Linked DNA regions of Mus musculus: region 1 is linked to region 2. The links are chromatin contacts, called in public targeted proximity ligation maps. All regions are on one chromosome and are shown on one strand. The core of a region is the stretch at or near the end of the contact, and the rest is flanking DNA. Distances in the headings are between cores, read along the strand shown. Region 1 holds the start of Wdr74 (WD repeat domain 74). Region 2 holds the start of Gpr137 (G protein-coupled receptor 137).

What was found.
Region 1: a targeted proximity ligation map of pancreatic cancer cells shows a contact between it and region 2. A contact is called at or near these places in 1 of 39 promoter capture datasets (liver) and 1 of 130 datasets of targeted methods (pancreatic cancer cells).

What each region holds. Positions count from the first base shown.
Region 1 is chr19:8,730,635-8,737,093 of GRCm38.p6, reverse strand. Wdr74 (WD repeat domain 74) reads right to left here and starts at 1,255. Exons shown (of 11, transcript NM_134139.1): 1 at 1,189-1,255; 2 at 1,001-1,107; 3 at 797-918. The coding sequence starts at 1,252.
Region 2 is chr19:6,937,365-6,943,860 of GRCm38.p6, reverse strand. Gpr137 (G protein-coupled receptor 137) reads left to right here and starts at 2,668. Exons shown (of 7, transcript NM_207220.3): 1 at 2,668-3,378; 2 at 3,460-3,509; 3 at 4,107-4,332; 4 at 4,451-4,600; 5 at 4,721-4,849; 6 at 4,987-5,105; 7 at 5,332-5,804. The coding sequence starts at 3,022. The coding sequence ends at 5,491. It overlaps Bad (BCL2-associated agonist of cell death), which reads right to left and starts at 1,299. Exons shown (of 4, transcript NM_001285453.1): 1 at 1,237-1,299; 2 at 815-994. The coding sequence starts at 986.

The DNA.
Region 1 (6,459 bases), core at 6-2,505, 1.8 Mb before region 2:
TGTAGCGTTTTAGTATGTTAACTCCTCCTTAGTCTCTGCTCAGTATCTGCTTTTTAGATTGTATCTCTTTTGTCAAGATTATATACTTGTACTTCAAGACCTAGTTCAAAACTCCATTCTATATAACCTGTCTGGAGCTCACCTGTTGAATTACCAAAGCAGCCTTCTTTCTTCATCGATCTAGAAAAGCTGCTCCCAGATTACTAACTTTGGTGACTCTTCCTTCCTAGCCACCACTTTGGAAGCTTCATTATCTTATATTTTTGTCAATCCTACTTAAACACGTGTTCAAAAACATTAAATTATGTGCACAGAACGTTATAAAGGAGCCAGGATAAAAATTCTATCTAGAGGGCTGGTGAGATGGCTCAGTGGGTAAGAGCACCCGACTGCTCTTCCGAAGGCCAGGAGTTCAAATCCCAGCAACCACATGGTGGCTCACAACCATCCCTAACGAGATCTGACTCCCTCTTCTGGAGTGTCTGAAGACAGCTACAGTGTACTTACATAGAATAAATAAATAAATCTAAAAAAAAAAAAAAAAAAAAAATTCTATCTAGAATGCAAACTTTATTAAGGCATGTGTTTTTCCCAAAATCCTTATACTTTTCCTTCATGCTTTCAATCGCTGTCCGATGAATGCATGTTATAGGGATGAACGTAAACAAGAACCTTGGTTTGCAATCACCTATCCCAGTGATTGTATCACCTAAAGTGTTTAACTTAAAGTATTCAGTTCAATCCAAGAGAGCCCCAAACGCTATGTAACCTGGGCTAGAATGTGGGTGGTCCTTACCCATCCGCCTGGGCGAGACCTCGGAACGTGCCTTCCCCGCCTGGGCAGTATCTCTGGCTCAGGAATGTACCCTCCTCAGCATTAAAGTACCTCACGGTTCTGTCCGCACAGCCCACCAAGATCTGCCAGCAGAGAAAGGAATGATGGAAGAAGGGCAAGACTGTCAGGCATCCCTTAGCTCCGGCCCGGCCAGAGGCTGCTCACTTGGGTCTCGCCGCCAGTGCCCCAGCACAGAGCATTCACTGCCTCCTCCCGCCGCGGCTGTCCGGACGGTGTGAAATTTGCCGCATGTTTCCGCTGAAGGTTCACCCCTAAGGGACGAGGACGTCAGTCACGCTGGGGTGACAAACAAGCGACCCCTGCACTGTCCCACAAACAACTCTAATACTCACCTTTCAGGATGCCGGTCTCAGTGCCGACCCACACATGGTTCCAGCGAGCCGAGGCAGTCGCCATCGCAGACCAGCCCGTGGCTTGCACTTCCGGCGCGCCACTACTGCATCATCAGCGAGCGCCGGATTCAGTCTGACAACTCGGGTCTCTCACTCTGTACCCGCCCCAAACTGTCATTTAGCCCCTCTTCTTCCCTCCTTCCTTCCATCCCTCCCCTCTTACCCCCAACCTTCAAAAAGGCACACATTTTAAATCTCAGCACTCTGGAGGCAGAGAAAAGAGGATCTCTGTGGGCTCCGGGACAGCCAGGGCTACAGAGGGAGTTCCAGGACAGCCAGGGCTGCACAGAGAAACCCTGTCTTGAATATACAAACAAAACGCACACACACCTCAAACAGGACATGCTTGTTTAAGGAGAACCAAAAAGTAAGGACCATCTTTGCACTGTCTGTGAAAAGCATAATTTCTAAACTGCAATACTGTGTGGAGCCAGGTCTCTTCCATCTCCCTATTTTGTGTTAATTATATCCCACACTATTAAAAGAATTTCAGAAGTTATTCTCTATTTTCTGACCATCAGTAGGTGTGTCTGCATATGGCTGCACATGGGTGCAGGAGTCCAAGGATGTCAGAGGAGTCGGATCTCCAGGATGAAGCCACAGATACAGATGGTTATAAGTTGTCTTCTAGATTCTGGGAATGGAACCAAGGTCCTGTGGAGGAGCTGCAAGTGCTTTTAATCACTGAACCATCTCTTCTTGAAAAGTAGAGACCTGGTTATGATTTTTATTTGCTCAAATTAAGGCTATAGTCAGAAATTTTATTTCTTTAAAAACCCAGGGGGCTGGCGAGATGGCTCAGCAGATAAGAGCACTGACTGCTCTTCCGAAGGTCCTGAGTTCAAATCCCAGCAACCGCATGGTGGCTCACAACCACCCGTAATGAAAACTGACGCCCTCTTCTGGTGTGTCTAAAGACAGCTACAGTGTACTTTCATGTAATAAATAAATCTTTTTTTTTACATTAAAAACCCAGTCACGTAAATATGGTTTTTTTTTAAATCCCAGGTGTAGCATAAGAGGATGCTTCAGTTTGTCCATAGCTGTTAACTATGATTGTCTCATAATTTAGGAGGAGTATGATTTTTTTGCCAGCTGCAGATAGTTTACATTTGCAATTATGGGGACTCTGGAGAGGGATAAGTGTAAGGGGTCCTAGAGAGGTGGGAGGACCTCTGAAGAAGGCAGAGGCAGCTGCTGCTTCCTACTGCTGCCCCTGGTTCCTGGTGTTGAAGTTTGATGAGAAGCTGGAGATATCCTGACTATGAAGATATCACTGCCCCAAGAAACACGATGTCCCTAATCAGCAGGAAGTCGCCTAGAGACTACTGTTTCTCCTTTCCCCTTTCCCTCTAGCCTTTTTTCTCTCCTATCTAGTGTTGGGGGATTAGAAGGGATTAGGGTGGAATAAGGGTTGGAAGGGAGATAGAGGTATAAGAACTCAATAAAATAGTTTTTAAAAAATTCCAACAGCCAGGCATGGTGGCACATGCCTTTAATCCCAGCACTCGGGAGGCAGAGGCAGGTGGATTTCTGAGTTTGAGGCCAGCCTGGTCTACAAAGTGAGTTCCAGGACAGACAGGACTACACAGAGAAACCGTGTCTCGAAAAACAAAAACAAACAAACAAAAAAAAGAAGAAGGAAGAAAAGAAAACAGCATTCTGATCTGATTCCTGGGATAAAACTGAACTTGCCCAAGTTTTGCAGTCCCCACAGTCCAGACTTGAAGGCAGGCTCTACACACAAAAAAACAGAGGAACTTCTTGCCCTTTGTCAAAGAATTTATGAAGATTTCAACTTCTTTTAAAAAAAAACAAAACAAACAAACAAAAAACAGACAAAACATTCAAATTGTTTGAAGTAAATTTCTGGTTGGGAAGATGGTTCAGTATTTAGAGCACTGGCTGCTCTTACAGAAGCACCTCGTGGAGGATTGCAATTCTCTGCCATGGAACCTGAACTTTTTTTCTGGTCTTTAAGCATACAAATGATGCCCAGGCATCCAGACAGCCAAAGCACATACACATAAAAGAAACCACTACAAAGAGCAAGTTTCACTCCTGAGAACTCTGAAATAAAACTAATAAGAAGCTCTGGAAAGCCGGGCAGTGGTGGTGTACACCTTTAATCCCAGCACTTGGGAGGCAGAGGCAGGTGGATTTCTGAGTTTGAGGCCAGCCTGGTCTACAAAGTGAGTTCCAGGACAGCCAGGGCTTCACAGAGAAACCCTGTCTCAAAACAAACAAACAAACAAACAAACAAATAAAAAAGCTCTGGAAAGCTGGAAAACCTAAGCCTGAGAAATAATGACAGACTTTGCAGCATCCATGTTTTACCTACATGTATTAGAATGTACCCTAAATTGTGTGTACATGCAGAGGGAACCAGAAACCATTGAAACAAAAAGCCTAGAGAGGTCTGAAAATACAAGTATACTTTAAACATCTACATAAGGTTGAAAAATAGACGTACTTAGAATGCTTAGCAATTTAGACGCCGGGCGGTGGTGGCAAGCAGTCTTTAATCTTAGCAGAGTAAGGCAAATCTCAGAATTTAGAAGGCAGCATACTTTACAGAGCAAGTTCCAGGACAGCCAGGAATAAAAAAAGAAGCCCTGTCTCAAAAAAGGCAAAAGTGTCATGACTAAGACCAGATTTCAACAAGAGGGAGACAGAGACAGTCAATCACCTCTACAAAATGGTAAAAGTAAGACAAGCTGCACCTAGAGCCTTCTTTAAAGGTTGTGCATTCCTCGAGGGGATACACCATTCCCAGAAGTACTGCAATGCCCAATCAGTGCATAGAGTGGACAGAGCAAGCTCCCATTCTACCTCCTAATTCCAAAGCAGATACTGAAAGACCTCCGAAGGGAGACCCTCACTCAAGTCTTGAGATAATAGCAGACCCCCAAGAACTCACGAGAGACCAAACTTGATGCAAACCACACGAGGCTTTATTTGGGGAAAGCCAGAACTCTGGGGACGACTCATATCCCACGAAGGGGTAGAGGAGTCAACCCTGAGGGGAAAGGGGTCCCAGTTTTTATAGGTCCTCAAGGGGGAAAGGAGGAGAAGGGAGTAGGGGATTTCCAGATCTAAGCAATGTTTATTCTAAAATCATTGAGATCTCAAGAAATGGGTATGGGAGGGAAACAAGGAAAGAGTCTAATGAAGGTGCAGTAACTCCGAACTGGCCCCAACTGTGGTTGCTGGGGAGATTTTCAGGCTCTATCCCCAGCAACCAATATCACAAACACCTGGCAGTGAGGTGCAGCAGTGGGTACACACCTGGGTTTAAGGAACAGTCAGAACACTGGCAGACACACGGGTTCAAGGAGCAGCCAGAGCATTGTGCACCTCTATTTTTCTTTTTTTTTTAATATTTATTTATTTAGTTATTATATGTAAGTACACTGTAACTGTCTTCAGACACTCCAGAAGAGAGCATCAGATTTCATTACGGGTTTCTGGGATTTGAACTCAGGACCTTTGGAAGAGCAGTCGGCGCTCTTAACCACTGAGCCATCTCACCAGCCCCCACCTCTATTTTTCTAAATCAGTGAAGCTAGTTCTGTTAACAGTGAAATCTATTTTGCCATGGGGCTTCTGTGACCTTTTACATTCTGTCAGGATCTCCCAATAGTAAGAACAAATACTACACTTGATTTTAGTCAAAGGCTGAGAAACATTGCTTTTTTTCCTTCTAATTGTTCATAGCTTTTTTTTTTCCCTGATGTTGATGTAGGCCTTGACGGTGGTTTGTTTGTTTGTTTGTTTTTTAAGATTTCTTTGAGTACACTGTAGCTGTCTTCAGACACACCAGAAGACTGCATTGCATCCCATTACAGATGGTTGTGAGTCACCATGTGATTGCTGGGAATTGAACTCAAGACCTTCACAAGAGCAGTCAGTGCTCCTAACCTCTGAGCCATCTCTCCAGCCCCCATTGGTTTTGGTTTTTCGAGACAGGGTTTCTCTGTATAGCCCTGGCTGTCCTGGAACTCACTTTGTAGATCAGGCTGGCCTCGAACTCAGAAATCCACCTGCCTCTGCCTCCCGAGTACTGGGATTAAAGGCATGTGCCACCATGCCCTGGATGTACTGGAACTCACTTTGTAGACCAGGCTGGCCTCGAACTCAGAAATTCGCCTGCCTCTGCCTCCGGAGTGCTGGGATTAAAGGCGTGCGCCACCACCGCCCGGCTAAAGCACTATTTTAAAAAACACTCTAGCCCGGCATGGTGGCACACACCTTTCTGAGTTCGAGGCCAGCCTGGTCTACAAAGTGAGTTCCAGTACATCCAGGGCATGGTGGCACACGCCTTTAATCCCAGCACTCTGGAGGCAGAGGCAGGCGAATTTCTGAGTTCGAGGCCAGCCTGGTCTACAAAGTGAGTTTCAGGACAGCCAAGACTATATAGAGAAGCCCTGTCTCGAAAAACCAAACCAAAACAAAACAAAATAAATAAATAAAAAATAAAATAGTGCTTTAAGGGCTGGAGAGATGACTCAGTGGCTAAGAGCACTGGCTGTTCTTTCAGAGAACTGTCTTATACTGTCTCCTCCTTAGCACAGTCATTTGCATAACCCTGCTCATCCTACTTTAACGTTCTCCCGATTGGTTCACATACTTTAGAATCGTGATGCCCAAGAGGGAGACCCTCCAAGAAGGGAAAAAGAGAGAGAGAGAGAATATCCCTGAAAATAATTTCTTTTCTTGTTATTCTTCTTTGGAAATTGCAAACAACCCCTCCAAAGATCAACAATCAACAACCCTGCCTCATGGAGCACTAGTATTTAGATACTCTTATGAAAACTTCTCAGAATTTTAATAGTCACACACTTGCAGAAACTCTTTGTGGCAAAAGCACACTTGTACTAGAGCATGAGAAAAATCATAGTTAGCTGTTGTGGATAGTTCGAAGCCGCCCCATATCTGCAGCTGCTGTGGACAGTCCGAAGCTGCCCTGTATCTGTGCACCTGAGATTAAAACAAAAACACTTTCCATATGTTTTTGGTTTTAAAGAAACCAAAATTCCAGAATTTTCACTTCATATGAGTGAGTGAAGTCCTGAGTGTACTTTGTAGGACATGACAAAGGCCAAGGCCTTAGACCTAAGAGAAAGTGACAAATTTTTTGTTTGTTTGTTTGTTTGTTTGTTTGTTTGTTTTTTCGAGACAGGGTTTCTCTGTATAGCCCTGGCTGTCCTG
Region 2 (6,496 bases), core at 1,419-3,918:
TGAGCTGGGCGGCGGTGGTGCACGCCTTTGATCCCAGCACTTGGGAGGCAGAGACATGAGGATTTCTGAGTTCAAGGCCAGCCTGGTAGTAAATGCTCTGAACCACTGAGCCATTTTTCCAGTCCCCTCCCCCATCCCTTCTTTTAACCTTCAGCTTTCTTCTTCCTTTTTTATTAGTTTTTATTATTATTATTTATTTATTGGTTTTTCTGTAGGAGTGAGTTCCAAGATAGCCAGAGCTACACAGAGAAACCCTGTCTTGAAAAACCAAAAAATAATCATTTTAAAAAAAGAAAGAAAGAAAGAAAGAAAGAAAGAACGAACGAACGAACGGACCTACTGGCCACTTCTTGGGCTGGAGAGATGGCTCAGTGGTTAAGAGCACTGACTCCTCTTCCAGAGGTACTGAGTTCAATTCCCAGCAACCACATGGTGGCTCACAACCATCTGTAATGGGATCTGATGCCCTCTTCTGAAGACAGCTACAGTGTACTCACATACAATAAATAAATGAATAAATAAATAAATAAAGAGAAAAGTCACTTCTTTGGGGCTCTGCTTACCTCCCACTGATCTTGGGGACATAATAAGGGGGTCTGTTTTCAGCATTCAGTGAGTCAGCTTAATCATTAAGGGCATACCATACATCTCTGTGAATTAGCCCAGTGATGGTTTGTAGAAGAAGCAATCTGATGAAAGGAGCTATCTGGGGCTTCCCAAGAATCTTTAGGAAGTATGGCTGCAACAGCAACGTAAGGGGCACCTGAGAGTCAGGGGGCATGGGACAGGCAGATAATGGTAGTGAGGAACCTACCTCCATGATGACTGTTGGTGGCTGCCCGTCCCTGCTGATGAATGTTGCTCCCCAGGAGACCTGGGGCCAGGTAGGGACCTGGCTGGTCCTCAGTGAGGCTAGGGCCCAGGCCCCTATCTGTAGCACTAGCGTCTTCCTGCTCACTCGGCTCAAACTCTGGGATCTGGAACATACTCTGGGCTGTAGAGACAAGGTAAGAAGTACTCACTACACAGCTAGGCAAACAGTGTTTATGAGAAGCAGAGGAGAGGTACTCCTGTCTCCCTCTCCCACCACGGTAGCTCAACTCCCCAAATCTTCCCAATCCCTCATTTGTCTGCTCAGTCTGCCTGGCTGTCGCCCGAATATTAAATCTCTCTTCAGAGCTCTGTCCAGACACTAGTGCGCTCCCCCTGCCCGTTAGGACCGGGAATAGGTCTCACCCCAAGCCCGATCTCGAGGCCCCTGACCCGGGCCTGCCTCCTCCCTCCAGTTCTAAGGGCGCCCGGCCCTAGTTTCCTGGGCGACGAGAACTGTCACAGATCTGACCCAATCAGTTTTCGAAGTAAATCCCGGGTCGGCCTGGAGGCGGGGCCACCCCAAGCCAGGTCCCACCCCTGCGCCGACCTGCTGGTCTCCACCGCCTTCCTCCCGCGTCGCTCCCCAGGCTCCGGATTCCGGGATCGGACTTCCTCAAGCCTAGGGCGTGTGCAGGAGCCAGCGAGGGCTGCTTTGGGGTTCCCATTTGGATCCTGGAGGCCTGCTTCGGCTGATAAGTCCTCCAGCCCTTCTGGGCCCGAATTCCCTCCTGTAAAATGGGGTTAATGACACCTCCCTGGGGAGCTGGTGAAAACTCTGTAAACAGCTTAGTGATTACTTATAGAGCCGTTCACTGAAGCTCGGCCGTCGGATGCAATGGTCGTTGCGATGGTTATTGCTCCCCCTGGACCGAGTGACCGGGATGGGAAGACCAGCTCCTTCTTCCCGATCGTGGAGGCCTTGCACTGCCCGTCTTGGGGACAACCCCCCGCGCCATTTCGGGAGCTCCTTTACGGCAGGATGGCCGCCCGGGTGCGGAAGAAGGGACGGGGCGCCCAGGAAGGCGAGCCGTGGGGCTCCAGGGGCCTCTGCTGCCAGGATAGGTGTGCGTACGCTGCCCCGGGCCGGAGCGCGGGGCCTGCAGACAGAAGCTAGGGGGCGGGGTCCGGGTACCATCTTGGTTGTGGGCGGAAGTTTCCTTCAGTGACCCTGTGCGGGGAAGTCGTTGCCGCCCCCCATATGGGCACGCCGAACGCGATGTGGATTTGGGAATCTAAGCGTGGGAAATGGTAGTCCCCAAACATTAAGAGCTGGCGGTCCATGGCACTGGTAGCCCAGGTGCTTGCTGCGTGCGGCCTGCTCTACTCTCGGCCGCCCGCCGCCATCCGTAACCCGGGACACCCGCCGGCAGCGCACCTTGCGGCGATTCTCGAAGAGATGCACGCCGGGCGCGGCGCATGGCTTCGGAGTCCCTGCCGGTCGCTACGCAGTTTACGTAGCGAACGGACGTCCGCGCAGGCGCAGGAGTGGGGCGGAGCAGAGGGAGCCGGGGAGCTGGAGCCCGGTGTCCCGGCGACCGGATCCCGCTTACCCCGCAGCGGCCTGAGACCTGACATCGACTTCCTCTTATTCACCGGGGCTGAGGGTGGACGCGGTGGGGGAACACGTCTGGAATCTTGAGGACAGAGGAAGAAGCCTCCCAATCCGGATTATTGGAGGGGAAAGAGGAACCAAGCTTGGGGAGGGGGAGAGCGGGGCGTTGGGCGCCCCCGCAGCGGCCGCTGTCCTAAGCTGACGGGCATCGGCCGGCTCTCCCCCTCCTGCCAGCCGGACACGAGCAACCAAGGCCAGGGACTCTGTGCCACTGCATCCTCGCATCTTGGCTCTGGGGCTGGCCCAGGGAGGGACACCCCCAACCCCCATTTCATTTGCCCTGGGTAGGAAAGACCACTTTATACACTCCAGAGTGACGGGTCTAGGGCCCAGGGCCCAGGTTACCCGTGCCCACCCCCACCCCCACCCCCACGCCCGACTCTGCTGAGAAGGAAAGGCCTGACAACCTCAACTTCTTTTTTCCAGAGTTTCCAGGTCTCACCACCTATTGCAGGTCCCACCCCTCCGTATTTATTTCCCTGGCTTCTGGCCAGCCCTCTATCTCTGTCTCCGGGTTTCAGGCCTCCCTCCTTGACATGGAGAGTAACCTGTCTGGTCTGGTGCCTGCAGCTGGGCTGGTACCTGCACTGCCGCCTACAGTGACCCTGGGGCTGACCGCTGCCTACACTGCCCTATATGCTCTGCTCTTCTTCTCTGTCTATGCCCAGCTCTGGCTGGTGCTTCTGTATGGGCACAAGCGCCTCAGCTATCAGACAGTATTCCTGGCGCTCTGTCTGCTCTGGGCAGCCTTGCGTACCACACTTTTCTCCTTCTACTTCCGAGATACTCCCAGGGCCAACCGCCTGGGGCCCTTGCCTTTTTGGCTTCTCTATTGCTGCCCTGTCTGCCTGCAGTTCTTCACACTGACGCTTATGAACCTCTACTTTGTGCAGGTAACCACGGGAACCGGTGTGGTGGGAGTAGGAGGGCAATCTCAATGGTCCAAAGGAGTGATGGGGTATCTCTGCTCCCAGGTGGTGTTCAAGGCCAAGGCGAAGCGTCGGCCAGAGATGAGCCGAGGCTTGTAAGTACTGGAGATGTCAATGGGTCAGTGGCAGGGAGGAAGCCCACCCAGCAGGGTTGAGACAGGAGGAACCTCAGAAGTATTTGTGATAGAGCTTGAGAAACCTGAAGCGTCTGATACAGACATCTATGATAGTGTCAGGGGAGAGAGACCATCAATATCACCTGTGGTGGAGAAAGATGGAGGCTCCAACCCATGGAATGCATGAAGTCCTGCTGCACTTTTAGTGACCTTGGCTGCAACACCCCTGTCCTTACACAGTGCCTTCTAGTTTATAAAGATATTTCACATCTCACCTGAGGTGCTATTCCTATCGTCATTTGAGAGGATAACTGAGGCCCAGTTAGACAAAGCACCATGTTCAAGGTCACACAGCTGGAATGAGGCCCACTCAGGAACAGATGTTTGACCCGGTGCTCCTATGATGCTGTAGCTCTCAATCACCCCCTCAGTTTCCTCATCTGCAGAAAGAGATGAGCAGAGTTTAGGTGTGGCCATCTGAGTTCTAACTGACCCTGGGGTCTCCTGAGGAGTCAGGGTTGCTGGTGAGGGCCGAGGGGATCCGTGGTCTGGGGCTGACTTTGCTGTGGGCTGCAGGCTGGCTGTCCGAGGGGCCTTCGTGGGTGCTTCACTGCTCTTTTTGCTGGTGAATGTACTGTGTGCAGTGCTGTCTCGCCAGCGCCAGGCACAGCCCTGGGTCCTTCTGCTGGTACGTGTCCTGGTGAGCGACTCTCTCTTCGTCATCTGTGCCCTCTCGCTTGCTGCCTGCCTCTGCCTTGTGGCCCGTCGAGCCCCTTCCACCAGCATCTACTTAGAGGCCAAGGTAGAGCCACCAACCTTGATGTAGCACCCTTGGGGGTCCTTGGACAGAGTTCTTTAGGATGTAAAGGAATATAGGAGCCCTCCTCTCCATGAAGATCCTCTATTGTCATCTCTGCCAGGGGACCAGCGTGTGTCAGGCAGCTGCTATAGGGGGTGCCATGGTCCTTCTCTATGCCAGCCGGGCCTGTTACAACCTGGCAGCTCTGGCCTTGGCCCCTCGGAGCCGGCTAGATGCCTTCGATTACGACTGGTACAACGTATCTGACCAGGTAGGCATTGGTCCTGTTTGTCCCTTCTTTGGTAACTATAATAACTAGCCTCCAGCTGGCCAGGGCCCTGCCAGCAGCCTCTGTGGTGGCAGAATGTCCTCAGCCCCTGCTTTTCCCCAGGCAGATCTGGTGAATGACCTAGGGAACAAAGGCTACCTGGTGTTTGGTCTCATCCTCTTCGTTTGGGAACTGCTGCCCACCACATTGCTGGTGGGCTTCTTCCGGGTACACCGGCCCCCACAGGATCTGGTAGGGACCCCCCCCCAACCACCTCTTGGTCCAGTATAGAGGGCTGGACCCTGGGAATTCTGGTCTGGGGTCCTGGGACAGTTACGGCAGCAGAAGAAAATATCCATAGTACCGACTTCTTTCCCCATACCTTACAGAGCACCAGTCGAATCCTCAATGGGCAGGTTTTTGGCTCCCGATCCTACTTCTTTGACCGGGCTGGCCACTGTGAGGATGAGGGCTGCTCCTGGGAGCATAGCCGGAGTGAGAGCACCAGGTAGGCGCCTCTACCCTGCCTGAAGTGCCTCGAGATCCAGCCTGCCTCCACGAGGCAATGGGAACCAGTCTGTTCTGAGTGAAACCCCTCTGAATTCCCAGTGCCCACCCCTGCCCACAAAAGCAGTTTGCCCTTTGACCTAGGGCTCTCTGTTTCTCAGCCTCTCCCATCTCAAGAATGTGGCCCTGGGCACTGCCTGGGACTCACCTTGTTTCTCTGCCCGCAGCATGTCCGGCAGCCTGGGCTCTGGCAGTTGGTATGGTGCCATCGGACGTGAGCCAGGCTGGGGAGGGGCCAGCCAGACGAGGACCACTCCTCTGCTCTTCTCCCAGGTGCCAGGACCTGGTAGTCACCACCACAGCCTCTATTCTACACCACAGACGTGATCTGCTTTTACTCCCCTTAGAATACCCAGGCCCCAGCTCCCCTGATCCCTGGCCCCTGTGCCAAGTACGTCTGCTGCTTCTTGCCCAGGTTGCCAGGAGACTGTGGCTGCTTCTCTCCTCTGGCCGGCTCCTTGCCGCTCCTATTGTAGTGAGCTTGTGCCATCCCCCTAAAATGGAAACAAGGCCCCAGGATACCAGATGCCCACAGTGCCCTGGCATGACCTGCCACCTCTGCTTCCACACTGGAGCCGGCTACCTCTCCTGTGCCTACCACTCAATAAACAGAGGCTGTGCCCTGTCCTCCCTCCTGTCACTCGTCTGTTCCTTCTCACCTTGACCTGTTTGGCATCGGGATAATCAGACGCTGGCCCGTGACATGGGTTGCCAGGCTGGGCAGCTGCCATTCACCTTTGGCGAAGGTAGTGAGCCCCGAGCAGCAGGGACACTGCACGTGCCTCTGCTCTTAAAGCTCTCCTGGTTCAGAGTAGCCTTCTCTGTGCTGCCCAACCTGGCCCGAAAGTCCTGGCCTCAAATGATCCTCCTGCCTTAGGCTCAGCTCAAATACCTGAAGCGAGAGGTTTGTCCTGGTTGAAAAGTCACTTCCACAGGCTGGGGATGTGGCTTAACTGTTGAGTACTTTCCAGGAATGTCCAAGGCCATGAGTTGAATCTCCATGGGAGGGGCCAGGGAATCAAATCTCCACGAGACTTCACTGGTTGTACAGAGAGCCATAACCCCTCCTGGACCACACAGCAATGTAATTATGTGGCTTTCAGGCATCTTTAATTAATTTATTTATTTAATTTTTTTTTGGGGGGGTTTTGAGACAGGGTTTCTCTGTATAGCCCTGGCTGACCTGGAACTCACTTCGTAGACCAGGCTGGCCTCAAACTCAGAAATCCACCTGCTTCTGCCTCCCAAGTGCTGGGATTAAAGGCATGCACCACCACGCCCGGCTAAAATTTTTTGTTACATTTATTTATTGTGTGTGTGTGTATGTGTGGG